Linked DNA regions of Zea mays: region 1 is linked to region 2. A link is a contact called in public Hi-C data. All regions are on one chromosome and are shown on one strand. The core of a region is the stretch at or near the end of the contact, and the rest is flanking DNA. Distances in the headings are between cores, read along the strand shown.

Region 1 (7,299 bases), core at 671-3,170, 540 kb before region 2:
AAAGAAATGTTTATTAATTGTAAGTCTTTAATATGGTGCACTGCAGATTGGGTGGATCTATTGTTCTGTTACAGAAGACGTTCTCACCGGATTCAAGATGCATGCTCGAGGCTGGCGATCAATCTACTGCATGCCTAAGCGACCAGCTTTCAAGGGATCTGCTCCTATCAACCTTTCGGATCGTTTGAATCAAGTGCTTCGGTGGGCTCTTGGTTCCATTGAAATTCTTTTCAGCAGGCATTGTCCCATATGGTATGGCTATGGAGGCCGGCTTAAATTCCTGGAGAGATTTGCTTATATCAACACAACAATTTATCCACTCACATCAATCCCGCTCCTCCTGTACTGCATATTGCCAGCAGTTTGTCTTCTCACTGGGAATTTCATCATCCCAAAGGTAAAGCGCACACATTAATGTACTGTGCAGGAAGATTTGCAAAGAATTGATTCTGACTGCTCTTATTTTCTCGAATGCAGATTAGTAACCTAGAGAGTGTTTGGTTTATATCGCTCTTTATCTCAATCTTTGCCACTGGTATCCTTGAGATGAGGTGGAGTGGTGTTGGCATTGATGAATGGTGGAGGAACGAGCAGTTCTGGGTCATTGGTGGTATTTTCTGCACATTTATTTGCCACTGATGAAGAAGGTGATTTTGCCGAGCTCTACATGTTCAAGTGGACAACGCTTCTGATCCCACCAACCACTATTTTGATCATCAACCTGGTCGGCGTGGTCGCTGGCATTTCCTACGCAATCAATAGCGGTTACCAGTCATGGGGACCTCTTTTCGGGAAGCTCTTCTTTGCGTTCTAGGTGATTGTCCACTTGTACCCCTTCCTCAAGGGCCTCATGGGGAAGCAGAACCGCACACTATGTCTTCGCATGTTTTTTTTGAATATATATTTTTTATAAATAACTGCAAATATAGATGCTGTTGGATTTAGATCTAACGGAGTAAAATATCTGCTTACACGTTTTCACCTATGTAACCATTATATATTAATATTTTGTATGTTGTTGTAACCCATCCCCACTCTTAGACCCTCATTAATGTGAACAATAACAAGGAATGGATGCCCAGGAATCAAGCTCATGCTGCTTAGGTGTATGGGAGGATAACGAGATGTGTAGTGCTCTTCAAGTGTGCAAGTGCGTCTATGAACTGTATGGTTCTTTGATTTTTGTTGTTCGCTGAGGTGCAAAGTAGGAAGAAAATGCGGCCCTAATCTTACAAGCGGGGAATGTATCATTTTTTGGTGCAACTAAAATATGTGGTGTTATTTTTTGTGTACTAACAATTTGTTGAATATTTTGTATACCGTTGCAACGCACGGGCATCTACCTAGTAGATCTTAAGGCTATAGATCTAAATACAAAGGAAGCACAATCCAAAGACCGTTAGTACAACATCAATGTTAAACATTTTTAAAATACTTTTTTTATTTCTTATATACATACACGCATACACGTATATACGCTCCTATTGGCGAGATAAGGTTGTAGTTGCCGTATTATTATTGCACTCTGTTTGTTAAACGAGATGCATGAAAGATAATAAGGTCCTGTTTGTTTATCTTATAAATTATTATTTAAATTAAATTACGATGGAATGGTAGAAAGGTAAATATCACTTTTGGGATTAATAGCTTATTTTAATTTATTTATGATGACAAAGTGACAATTCACTCCTCTACTATTTCACCATAATTCAATTTAGGAGGCACCCTAAATCTATGCGTTTCATGCGTGGCGTACGGCGGTGGAAACCTAAACTACAGTACAGATACAGATGCAGCAAAAAATACAAATGTTTAAATTGGTAAACTTTTGCAACTTTTGCGGGTCAAGTTATTTCAGAATTTATTTTAAACATACTACTACGAATACAAATGCAACTACGTGTATGCCCGTACGGATACGTACACGTACAGTTACTCAACCGCCGCTTCGGGCCCGACCTGTCTCCCTCTCCCGGCCCTCGACGCTCTTCCTCTTTCTTCCTCCTCGCGTCCTTCTTCCCTCGCTTCCGTTTCCTTTCAAACCCTAAGTCCGATTACCCGTTCAAAACCCTAATCCTAGCTCCCCAGCCTCCTCCCCACTGCGTCCCCACACTGCTCCGCGTCATACCTCGCGACTTCCGCGCCCCCGCGCGCCCGGCCCTCCCACTCGGCCCTCGCGGACCTAGGGTTTCTCCCGGGCCGGAGCTGCTCGTTCGTTCACTGCCTTTGGGCGAGCCGGTGCGGGCGGGTGGTTGGGCGAGGAGGTGGTGGGCGGAGATGAGATGAGGTTGCAGCGGCTGTGGGGGCGGTGTGAACTATGAGTAGGCTCTCGTTCAGGCCGCGGCCGCTCGACATCCATAAGAAGCTCCCCATCCTCAAGTCTGTGCGGGAGTTCGAGGATGAGGAGCCAGGGGTCGCGCCGCTTTCTTCTGCGAGGGCTGGGGTGCTGCTGCGGCACTCAGGAACTGAGCTCCCCGCGTCTGGGGCGAACAAGACGACAGAGGGCGAGGTATTTTGCAGCTTCAGTTTGAGCTTCAGCAATGTTAAATGATGGACCTTATTACCTCATAGTGTTTGTTTCTGTGTTGAAGTGACATGAATTGAGCTTTCTTCTGTGCTTGAATCCTCATTTCACCAACTAAGCTTTCACAATGTGCGTCATGTGTCTGTACTGTTTGCTGTAGTTGTTGTCTTAGTGACCATAGGCCCATAATGAAAATGTGAAATGAAACTATGAAAGGGACCTGATTAGACTGCAGGTTGTAATATCATGTAATCACTCCAATCCTAATGATGTTCGGACATGCCAATTAAAGTTTACTAGCATATCGATAACATGCAGCGTGACTAAATTTACGTGGATAATGTAACAAAGTATCTCTTAGGGCCTGTTTGGATCCTATGAGTTGAAACCAATATGTAGAAAGTGCTTCCCATTTCATTATTAGATTACTTTCCAGCTCCTCTCAATTCTTGGGAACCAACCATGGCCTTATGTTAAAATTAGCTAGAAGTAAGGCTTTTCTGGTGGAATGATACAGGCTGTATCCTTAATAGCTTGTTACACACATTTCTTTATGAACCTATCAATACCACTCACCTTTAGGTCCAAAGAGTCGTTAGTGAAGTTGTTGCTGTTCATACTTTCATTTGTGTACACCACATTTATAAAAGGTCAAACCTTTATCAATTAATCTATTTTGAACTCATTGTCTGGTTCTCTTAACTGGAATTTGGATACACATGGGTTGTTATTTTTTGGACAATAGTTCAGATATTGACATATTGTACACTAATTTGTTGGTGCGCATTTCCAACAAAATTATTTTTATCTCCGTCTAATTGAAACAATAGTGATGTTTTATTGTGCCCTTTTTCTTAAATGTCTTGTCCTTGGAAGAATTCAAAATCGTTACTTTGCTAGGTTTATCTGATTGTATATATTTCTGATCAGTTTAAATTATGTATGGGCTATTCTGCTGTTACAAGAAAACATAGTCTGATGTGGGCTTCTCTAACTCCCTCACCTAAACCAATATGTCCACGGTACATCTAGTGGACTGCTACTATTTGTTTCAAAGGATGCTGGAAAAAGGAATTATATCACTCTACTCTGCAGGGAAGTCAAGCACCCAGTAAGAAAAATGCCCAAGAAATACCTACACCGCAGTTTGATGCTGTGGACACATATGAAAGGGACTATACTCGCACCTTTGCACAACCGACATCTTATATACGTGGAAGAGGAGGTTTCTTTCTTGTTACTTCCCTGGGGATGCATTCTTTTCTTGTTAAACTTACACTATTATGTTTATTACTAAGAGTGCTCAATATCTGCAGCCAGAGCTGAGATCGGTGAATTTGTCGAGTATGACCTGGACAATGAAGATGAGGAGTGGCTTGAAGAATTCAATAACGAGCGGAAGAATATAAACCCTGAAAAGTAAGAGAACACTATTGAACTAGATAACTTAAGAATATATATAAATTAATAAATACATTGTCTTAAATAAACTGGTTGACTTGTTAAAGGACCTAAGGATGGAATTTAACTTGTGGTTAGAGTATACACCATGTGCATAGAATATTAGAGCGAACTTGAGACTTATGGACCACTTCTTCCATTCTAAATGTTTTGTCTTTCCTAGATACATTGTATTTACTATGTGTTTATACAGTGTATATCTAAGTGCATAGCAAGCTATGTATCTAAAAAAGCCATAACATGATTTCGAATGGAGGGACTATATGTTTTCAGGCTATTTTAATTTTGTCAATTGAGGTCGGCATATCCAACAACTAAGCGTTGCAGAGATGCATATGTTGCGTTGGATATGTGACTACACAAGATTGGACCGAGTGAGAAACGATGACATACACGATTGGCTAGGAGTAGCGCTAGTTGAAGAAAAGCTTATTCAACACTAGTTGAGATGGTTTGGGCATGTCCACCGGAGACCCCCCAGAGGCACCAGTGCACATAGGCGTCATAAGATGGGACAATAATGTGAAGAGAGGTAGAGGGCGGCCAAACTTGACATGAGAGGAGGCAATCAAAAAGGGACTTGAAGGAATGGAATATCCCAAATGAGTTGTATTTGGATAGAAGTGCTTGGAAAGAAGCTATCCACATGCCTGAACCGTGATTAGGCCTTTTCCCTTTTAGTTCTCTCAAAAGCTTTTTCCCCTCCCCTTTCTCTCTCTCTCTCTCTTTTTGGTGACTTCTTGTTGGGTTTCAACTCTAGCCTACCCCAACTTATTTGGGACTAAAAGGCTATGTTGATGTTGTCAATTGAGGTCGGCTAGAGCATCTGGCCCTACTTAAGAAGATGAAACATGTTACATGATTGCCACTTGTTACCACTTTCTTTGTTTTTGATATGGTGGTTATAGAGGCATATTGTGAAATGGAAGTAGAATAGGTTTAGTTATCACTTGTACAGCTGTACTATTTAGAATATTCTTAGTGATTACATAATATTGGTATGGTGTGTGGTGATATTTTCTCTGACCATTTTCAGGAGGGGGGGTGTAGTTCAGATTTCAACTTCCTTTCCTACGTTCAATCGATTTTGTGCAAAAGAACAGTTTGCCAATATTTTTATCATTTGTGCCATTATTTCTATATTTAATTCAACTCCGTTCACAGGTTGGAGGTCCTTCTATTCAAGTTGGAAGTTTTGGACCACAAAGCTCGTGAAAGAGCAGGAGCCATAACACCAACTTTCATAGGACCAGTGCCAGTCCTCTTGCAGCTAGATGCTGCTATAGAGGTAAAACCACATGCTAAATGGAAACTTTAAGGGGATAACTTAGTTAGCATGCAGATTATATTTCATTTAGTGGATCTTCATGATATAGCAGCATCGTTCATACCATATACGTCAGGTATGAATGCTTTTTTGTTTGATGTTTATGTTAGGATGTATAATGTACTGATGTTTGATGTTCAGCGTCCAATATTTGTGAAAACACTTATGCATCAAATTCAAAACTCCTATATTTTTTTTCAGTGTTGTACTCTTTAACACAGCAGTACAAGATATTTAAAACAGAAGTGACTTTGCTGTTTATTGAAAAATATTGGTGTTTAATATGGCATACATAATCTAAACTTTGCGCCCCCATTATGGATTATCAAAGAAATTTTGCAGCGAGTAGAATTATGTGGGCAACACTGTTAGTTTTTAGTGTGTGCGCCACCATGGATTTGCTTACTAATGTTTGCGGATATTAAGTTAGATGAGAATAGTATGTCATAAATCTGCAGGGTCTCTAGTTGAGTTGGTTAGGTGGTTTGAGTAGCACTCACGTCCTGAGTTCGACTCCCCGTGGGAGCGAATTTTAGTCAGGGGTTAAACAAATCCCCTTCTCTGCCCATGACAAAGCAGTCTAAGGTTCAGCCATGGTGTGGTTGTTCTCGCATGGGCTACGGTGCCGCTGTGTGTGGGTGGTGTAGAGGTTCGGAGTTTTTCTCGACCTGTGTGAGAAGATCTTCCTCTTAATTCAATGCTTGGGGGGCTGTCCTTACCCCCTGCAGGCCGAGTTTTTTTATTCTTCAGCTCTTCTTTGTCTCTAGATTCATGGGGAGGGCTACCTTATCATTATGTTGTTCTCTTTCAATTCGAACAGTTATTGACCAAGTGCTTTCTCTTAGGCTTTGCAGTACTTGTCTGTTCGATATGCCATTTTCCAAGCTGTATATAACTACTGGAAAACAAAGGTATAAGATGCAACACAAGGATTTCTTAGTACAAGCAATGTTCCTCTTTTAGTTTTTGTAGCATGAGTTCTGTCATTGACTTTCATATCTTGATTTCGCTGTACATTTTCATGTCTGAAAACTTCATATCTTGGTTAGCCTTTAAATGAGAAACTTGGCTTATGGCTTTCATATTATATCTTTTATTTATTAGAGGGAGCGATGGCAAAAACCTATTCTTCGACGTTTGCAGGTCAGCATATTTCTTTGGTATATCTTAGTGACTTATCTCAACTTCTTTAAGGTCCATGTGGCCCATACTATTCCCATGGCAGACTGCCTATATAAGTATATATACTCTGTAATCCTCTATGGATAGTTATTCTCTGTCAATTTGCCACTTGCATGAGATACTAACTGCTCATTGGTTTCTGCTCCTTTTTCCTTTTGGCTACACGTAATAGCATTTAACCTAACCGGCCAATGGAATGGGATCGCATGCAGCCATGCACACAACTGCACAAGCGAGCAGTCCGCCCACCCTGACGCACCTGGGGCCCACTCGTCCCACCACGTCTGTTTTTTTCCACGGCTACTCCACGTATGAGCACATGCACAACGCTTTTAAAAACACCAGCCGCTTTGACTGGAAGCGCATGGACCACACGACCATTTTTTTATTCATTTCTCCGTCGCAGAGACCACTCTTTTCAAGGAATGCAGCAGTTTTGGTCGGCTTTTTTCACGTCCTTATCTTTTCGGCACGAAGAAACTGGTCCTTATCTCCACGAGGACGCACGCTGGACAAGGAAAGGGCGTAGCTGGTGCACGCAAGGCCAAGCGGCCGACACCGGATAAAAGGGGGGGGTCAGTGCCAATAATCACGGTGCCGACCCCCTGCCACGTACGCGCCAGATCAGCACATCTGAGTGAGACCTCGGCGCCATCTATATTGGCGCTGAGGCGTGTAACCTCGGCGCCAATGATTATGGCACCGAGATAAGGGTCCATTTCCTGAATTCAAACTGAAAAGGGCGTAGTTGTGAAAAACCTTTCGCAAAAAGGGCTAAAAAGCAAAAAAAAACGCGGTTATGCCT
Region 2 (6,906 bases), core at 2,644-5,143:
CGTCGTCTGGGTCTTCCAGCTCGAGGTTCAAGTTGAGCTCGCTGCTGGTGCCCTTTTTGGTGGTGCTTTGCGCCTCCCCTGCAGCCTGAAATATATGATACCAACATATGAGTTTTGTGCTGTTCAAGAGAGAAGTTGGTTCACATACGATGGAACTTATCAACAAGGCTGTAAAAACTTATCGAAACCAGAATCGCTTGCACCCTTTTACCACCTTATTATTAACTTTGCCAAAGTGGAATAGAGGTTATTAGGAGAGATCCAAATTCCAAACAGTACCATACAACACAGAGCTTTACGGATAAAACCAATTGGAGATTTTCAGTGAACAAACATTCACATCTCCAACAGGAAAACAAGAATTCAAGGTCTCATGAGCACACCGCAGTCCATCCCACTTCCCATCCACAGATCAACTTCTCCTCATCATCCCTGCTACCAGCACTTCCGTAGGGGCCGCCTTTCTTATCTACGCGAGCGCCCACCGTTGTAGACACTGCCCGCGCGCCCATCGGTTTGAACATTTCGCACTTCAGCAAGCTCGACTTCTTCACCTACGACGGCAAGGACACCCTGAATTGGCTCAACCATTGTGAGTTCTTCTGTGGGCAGCGTACACTCGCCTCATATCAGGTATGGCTCGCTTCCCACCACCTCGCGGGTGCGGTCCAGACATGGTACTATGCCTTGGAGCAAGATGAGGGCACCATTGTGAGAACGATTCAAGGATCTTTGCTATTTGTGGTTTGGCCCAACCATCGGCAACAATCGTCTCGACGAACTGTCGAGGCTCCCCTTCCACACCAAAGCCTAGGATTACCAAGAGCGTTGTGTAAAACGTCGAATGTTTTGCCGGTCCAAAAGACCGACCTCTTCATTGGGGGTCTTCTGAAGCTCATTCGGGTCAACGCCGAACTCTAGGAATCCCAAGACATGCAGACCTCTTCATTGGGGGTCTTCTGAAGCTCATTCGGGTCAACGCCGAACTCTAGGAATCCCAAGACATGCAGACCTCTTCATTGGGGGTCTTCTGAAGCTCATTCGGGTCAACGCCAAACTCTAGGAATCCCAAGACCTGCGACCATGCACCTAGCACTCTAGCACGAGCCTATGAGCGCCCGCCGCAGCCACCATGCCAGCCTTGGTGTTGCGGGTCTCCCTGCCTCCCCAGCGCCCATCATTGGTGCTAACAACCCCACAATGTGTAACTATTGCGGCTATGGCCGCGCCTATGCTGCCTGCACCACTTCCAATGGCCGCCCTACCTGCTCCCTCGCACCAGTTCTACCACCTTACAGTGATCGGATGACCGAGCATTGTCGTCAAGAGCTATGTTACAACTGTGATGAATCATAAGGTGGGGCCACCAGTACCAACATTTGTTCTATCTTGAAGACACCAACTACCTGCTTGACAAGGTACCCGATGACACAAGCGGTGAGGTGGTCCTTGAGGACAGGCCCGATGCCGCAGTCGTCTCCATCCACGCCATCCTTGGCATGCATTGAGGACACCATGCACCTCCACGCCTACATCCATGTCATCAGCTCCTTGCCCTCCTAGATGGTGGCTTGACCCACAACTTCATCAATGTCGAGGTCATGCGTCACATCGGACTAGCAACGATGAACAAAACCAACATGCGAGTCATGGTGGCCAATGGTGTTTCGAGGGCATGGCACGCAATGTGGCCATGCACACCGGTCAGTGTTCACCATCAGCTACTTCAGGTTCAACCAGGGTGGCAACCTTGTCCTAGACATCGACTACCTCTGAACCTTGGGGGGCATCCTGTGTAACTTTGAGGCCCTCAGCATGGCATTTTGAAGAGGTAACAACCGCATCCTCATTCAGTGGTGTGGCCTACCCAACGACGACACCACTTGGGAGCTGCTTCAGCAATTCAAGGACCTCTACCCGACATCCAGCTCGACAATGACTTGTTCGAAGAGGCAGGGAGAGATGTTTTTGAACGATGACACCTATATACGTCGGGATCGCCATGCAAACAATTAGAAATGAAATGCCAAAGAATTTTTTAGATATTTTGCATTTGTTTCCATAAAATAGGATCATGATTGATTCTTGACTAGGATCATGATTGATTCTTGATTAGAAGGTTTCCATAAAATAAGGATTGCTTACTTAGGGTCAAGTAAGACTCTACATAAAGAAAAGACATATCAATCTAAGCAAGCAAGACAATTATGTTGCTCGGCCTCAACCATCGATCACGTACCCATACAACTTACGCAGCCATGCTAGGATTCCAGATCCTATCAGAGATAGACTATGGGATTTATTTTAACTTCCGACTGAAATTCGCACCCATGGAGCGTCAATACTACTTAGACCACCAAACCAACTCAACTAGACACCTTCGAAAACTGGTAGAAAAAACTCGACAGGGGAGGGAAAGACCGCCCTCTCGATATTATATTAAGAAGAGACCGAAACATGATCCCGGTCGAGAAAATCCCCGAACCCTGGCCGTAACCGCTAACTCTCAAACAGCCCACCCGAAGGGTGCACGCAGGACGTAACCCGGGAGCGGATGCCGGACAGGACACAACGAGGAATTTTTTTTAACCAAGCCAGAAATTCGCCCCCGAGGGGATCGAACCTAGGACCTTGAGGTGCTACTCGGAAGCCTTAACCGTTACACTAGAGGCCCTTTCGCTCAAAAACTGGTAGAAATCAGCAAAAACTATGCAGGAGAAATTACACGCCCACACTAGAAGATGGAACCACACACCACAAATGAATTCATTAAACCCAACCCCTTGACACAACCCAGCTTCAACTCAATGTGCGACATCTAAATGCCCCCAAGCAATAGGTACATTCCCCATTAGACATCAACAAAAAAAATATGGCTAACGACTAATATGCAAGCATATATTAGGTGCAAGCAGACTTTTTGTCTGTTAGATCTAAATCCGACGGTAGATACAATTGTGGTTTGTTAGGGGTTTTTTATAAAGGTACATCAAGTGGTGTGGAAGTGTTTAAGTGCTAACTAACAAAGTAAAATATCTGTTGCACGCTTTCACCTAGCATATGAGCCTATCGTATCATGAACCAACCACCCCGACAGGATTTGAACCCGTTTGTCAACATTTCTTGGATACATTTTCAATTCCACAATTCGTGTACCACAGTACTGCATGGACCCCCCCCTCCCCCCTTTTAATCGGCAGAAGCTAAATCTAGCACACAGCACAAATGAACTCGTTAAACCCTAACCCAACCCTTTTATAACTCAATAAGGCCCAAAATCTAATTGGTGTAACGAAAATGTACAAATCACAATCCACGAAATGGTACTTGCTAGAATAAACCTCCAATCCATCCCAGAAAAATTCACATTGTCCATCAATCGTACGTTTGTGCGAACAATCGAATCCCGAAACCAACCAACAACATCCAAGTTCTCTAATCTCTGTACCAAATTCAACCAACCAGAGCAGAAAAATCAATCATATAACCCGAATCAACTCAGTTTTCCGAAGCCGGGAAACCTCACCGGGACGTAGCGCCGCCTGCAGGTGGAGGCCCCCGCAGCAGCGAGCTCCATGCCCCCGTCGGTGCCTCCCCCTCCTCCTGAGCAACCATTCACCGGCGTCCATCTAAACAGAACCACCTTGTTGTCTCCTCGTGAGCTCCCTCCCCCGGACCCGGCGGTGCCGGTGCCGGTACCGGTGAGGGGCACCCAGGCCTTGCGCCACTTCCGGACGGGCCCACTGAAGGAGGCAGCACTGCTGCTGATGGGCCCGTATCGCGTCGAGGAGCGACTCAGGCGGGGAGCCACCGTGTCCATAGTCCCCTCGTGTGTGGCGGGCGCAGGCGCGCCGCAGCGACGTGCTCCGGCGTGGCGGAGTGAGAGTGGCGAGGGCCGAGGAGAGAAGAGAGGTGGCGAGCCGTCGAGATATGTAAAAAGGGAACGTATCAGGTGCTACGGTGCTCACGTGCACATTTTAAATCTAAAACGTTCATCCAACGTCTAACAGAAATATCAATTTTATAAAGAACCCATTTCACCTTCCTCACTTGATAGGAGAGGTTCTTAATCAAATTAACTGTAGTCACTGGATGTGAGATATATGTCTCAGATTTAAAATATGCACTTGAACACCATACCTCTTTGAGCTTACTTGGTGGGAGGAGTTCTTAATCAAATTAACTGCAGCCATTGAATATGAGATGGATGTCTCAAATTTAAAATGTGTATTTGAGCACCGTAACCTTTAAGCATCAGATATGTTTCCAATGTAAAAAGGGAACGATGGAAACGAATATAATTCCTTCTTTTCTCAATGGAGAAGACATATTCGTGTCTGATCGGTGGGAACTTCTTTATGATCAATTTTTCTCTTAAACTAAAATTGTATAACACAGAAATAGAAAAAATACTCCCTCAATTTTAAATTACAATTTGTTTGACGTTTTCAACCTCAATTTTGACCACCGATTTTATTAAAAAATTTAATGTAAAAATGAAAAAGTCATATATAAAGTATATTTGATAATAAATAAAATTACAATGCTTTTCTTTATTTTCTCACAAATTTTTGAATAATGATGAGGGGTCAAAAGTTAGGATTAAAAAAATCAAAACGAATTGTAAATTGAGACGGATGTAGTATATAATTTAAAAGTATGTCACATACAATCCTATATAAATACTAGTTAATTCTTAACCTTTATACTAGACAGTTGTTCGTGTTTTGCTGCGGATGTTATATATCATACAAATAGGTATGTGTTGTTTGATGGTTAGTCCTAAATTTCTAGAGTATAAGACGTGTTTGAGTGCTTGCTTTACACTTACGTGTAGCACGGAGGGTGAAACCCAAATTAGGTTCTTAATAGATTCATCCTTTAAAAAACAAAAAAAATACTTTTATCAATTGAGACATGTAAACCCACAATCAATCACTATTATTGACTAACTTAATTTGCCTGTATAAAACATGTGATAATCTAGTGTTATTATTAATCACTTTAAATCTAATAGAATACTAGATGCTTTCAGTGTTCATGTATTTTGATAAGCGTCTTCTAAATTTTGGGACCAGCATGATACAGTGATATATGTTCATTAAGGACTATAGTAAACATTACTCTTAATTTATGCACAGCTGGTTGGCGTCTTATAAGAGTGCAGCCTGCAGGATATATTCACAGACAGTGATGTAAGTTTAAGGACTGTAGTAAGCTTTGCTCTTGATTTATATACAGTTGCACGATGTCTTATAAACCTGCATATGCATATTCACATTGGCACACTAAAGAACCACGATGGAAGTAATTTCTCGATTTGGTGTGTGCGTGCAGGAAACCAATAGCACAGCTGGCCGTCATTAACTGGATCAACATTCTTTTATAATTGAATACACAAGATGACAAAGTTTACTCACATTCATCGTATGAACCGAATTAGGGGCTCACGTGACTAGAGGAAGTTGCTGACATAGAAATGGGCAGTTCGAACTGGAGAAGTATTTACTACAGTGGCTCGGTGATTCAATCTACCATGCCAATTTGCAAGTTGGGGTAGGCTAAATTGACTATTGTTCCAAAATCAATGAGCATAATAGAAACATACAAGATATTCAGTCAAATCATAGACTTTTGTAGGTAGCACCGAGGGTTGGTCCATACAGTTCCAGCAAACATATAGCCATATAGAAGCCACACAAATAACATGACAAACTGTTCCAAACGTTTAATTGCAACTTGCAACTAGCGCGACAGCAACATGACACATTGTTTCCGAAAGGAAAGGAACAATATAACTAGACGCAGTAACTTATACTTAAGAAACTACTTGGCAACATGCTCGTTGTTCCTCAAACTTTTTATTCTTAGATAGCGTAGCCCAACTGACATCCACACTGAATGGACTTTTAGTTGCGGCAGCAACCGCCCACTGACACCATTCTTGTAGCTACATGTCCAACGAGAGATGAATCATATGGTCCGTGCGGAGCGCCTATAATCACTGGATTCGAGTTTGTTTCATTAACCCTTTGTGTCAGCGTTGAAGACCTCGTATAATTCATCCCCATCAGACTGCCGACAGATCAATCATCCTCCACTCCCTCTTTGTCCCAGAAGATGGTGGCAATCCCTGTAAATTGCAAGCCAACCAAATAAGTGTATACGCAGATATATGATCCACGAGAGCGTTAACCAACATAACAGAATGCATTGAATGAATTTTGCAAATCTACAGCAACATTATCTAAAAATCTAGGCAAGCTCTGTATTCCTAAAAAATGACTGTTCACCATTCCCGTGCACTCAGCACAGTAGTCCATCCAATTGGAATTAGTCTAAATAAGGTTTATTATCGAAATATAACAATACAAGTCATTTAAGAAATATATTCATCACTCTACGCACCGGTGATGCTATATGGTGCTGAATGTTGGCCGACAAAAAGGCAACATGTCCAACAAGTCAACAACTGAGATGCGCATGTTACTTTGGTTTTGTGAGCACACAAGGGATAGAGTCCAAAACGAAGATATCTAGGATAGGGTCGGGGTGGCACCAATTGAGGAGAAATTGATTCAACATCGGTTGAGATGGTTTGGACATGTCCAAAGGAGACCTCCTGAGGCGTGCGTAGAGGAATTTTAGAGCGGGTCAATAATGTAAAAGAGGTAAGGGTCGACCTAAAATGACTTGGGACGAGACGGTTAAGAGAGATCTTAAGGAGTGGAATATCTCCAAGGAATTAGCTAATGATAGGTGCGCTTGCAGACAAGCAATCAATAATCCCGAACCATGATCTTTGCCTTTTTCCTTAACTCTATTGTCTCTCTTTCACCCTTTCGATGTTTTTCCGTATCGCTGTTTCTTGTGAGTTTCATCTCTAGCCTACCCCAACTTGCTTGG

What was found. A called contact is a pair of places that touch in the nucleus more often than the background predicts.
Region 1: a contact with region 2 is called in a Hi-C map of leaf, with 7 times the contacts expected there. The contact joins the promoter of LOC103647333 here to the promoter of LOC100273087 in region 2. A contact is called at or near these places in 2 of 25 Hi-C or Micro-C datasets (ear and leaf).

What each region holds. Positions count from the first base shown.
Region 1 is chr2:176,737,810-176,745,108 of Zm-B73-REFERENCE-NAM-5.0, reverse strand. It overlaps LOC103647333, which reads left to right and starts at 1,920. Exons shown (of 11, transcript XM_020548471.2): 1 at 1,920-2,509; 2 at 3,620-3,749; 3 at 3,841-3,943; 4 at 5,150-5,273; 5 at 6,167-6,223. The coding sequence starts at 2,318. It also overlaps the pseudogene LOC103649104.
Region 2 is chr2:176,203,435-176,210,340 of Zm-B73-REFERENCE-NAM-5.0, reverse strand. It overlaps LOC100273087, which reads right to left and starts at 3,893. Exons shown (of 2, transcript NM_001147536.1): 1 at 3,527-3,893; 2 at 1-85. The coding sequence starts at 3,820. It overlaps LOC100278146 (Protein SMG7), which reads right to left. Exons shown (of 8, transcript XM_008671874.4): 8 at 5,595-6,133.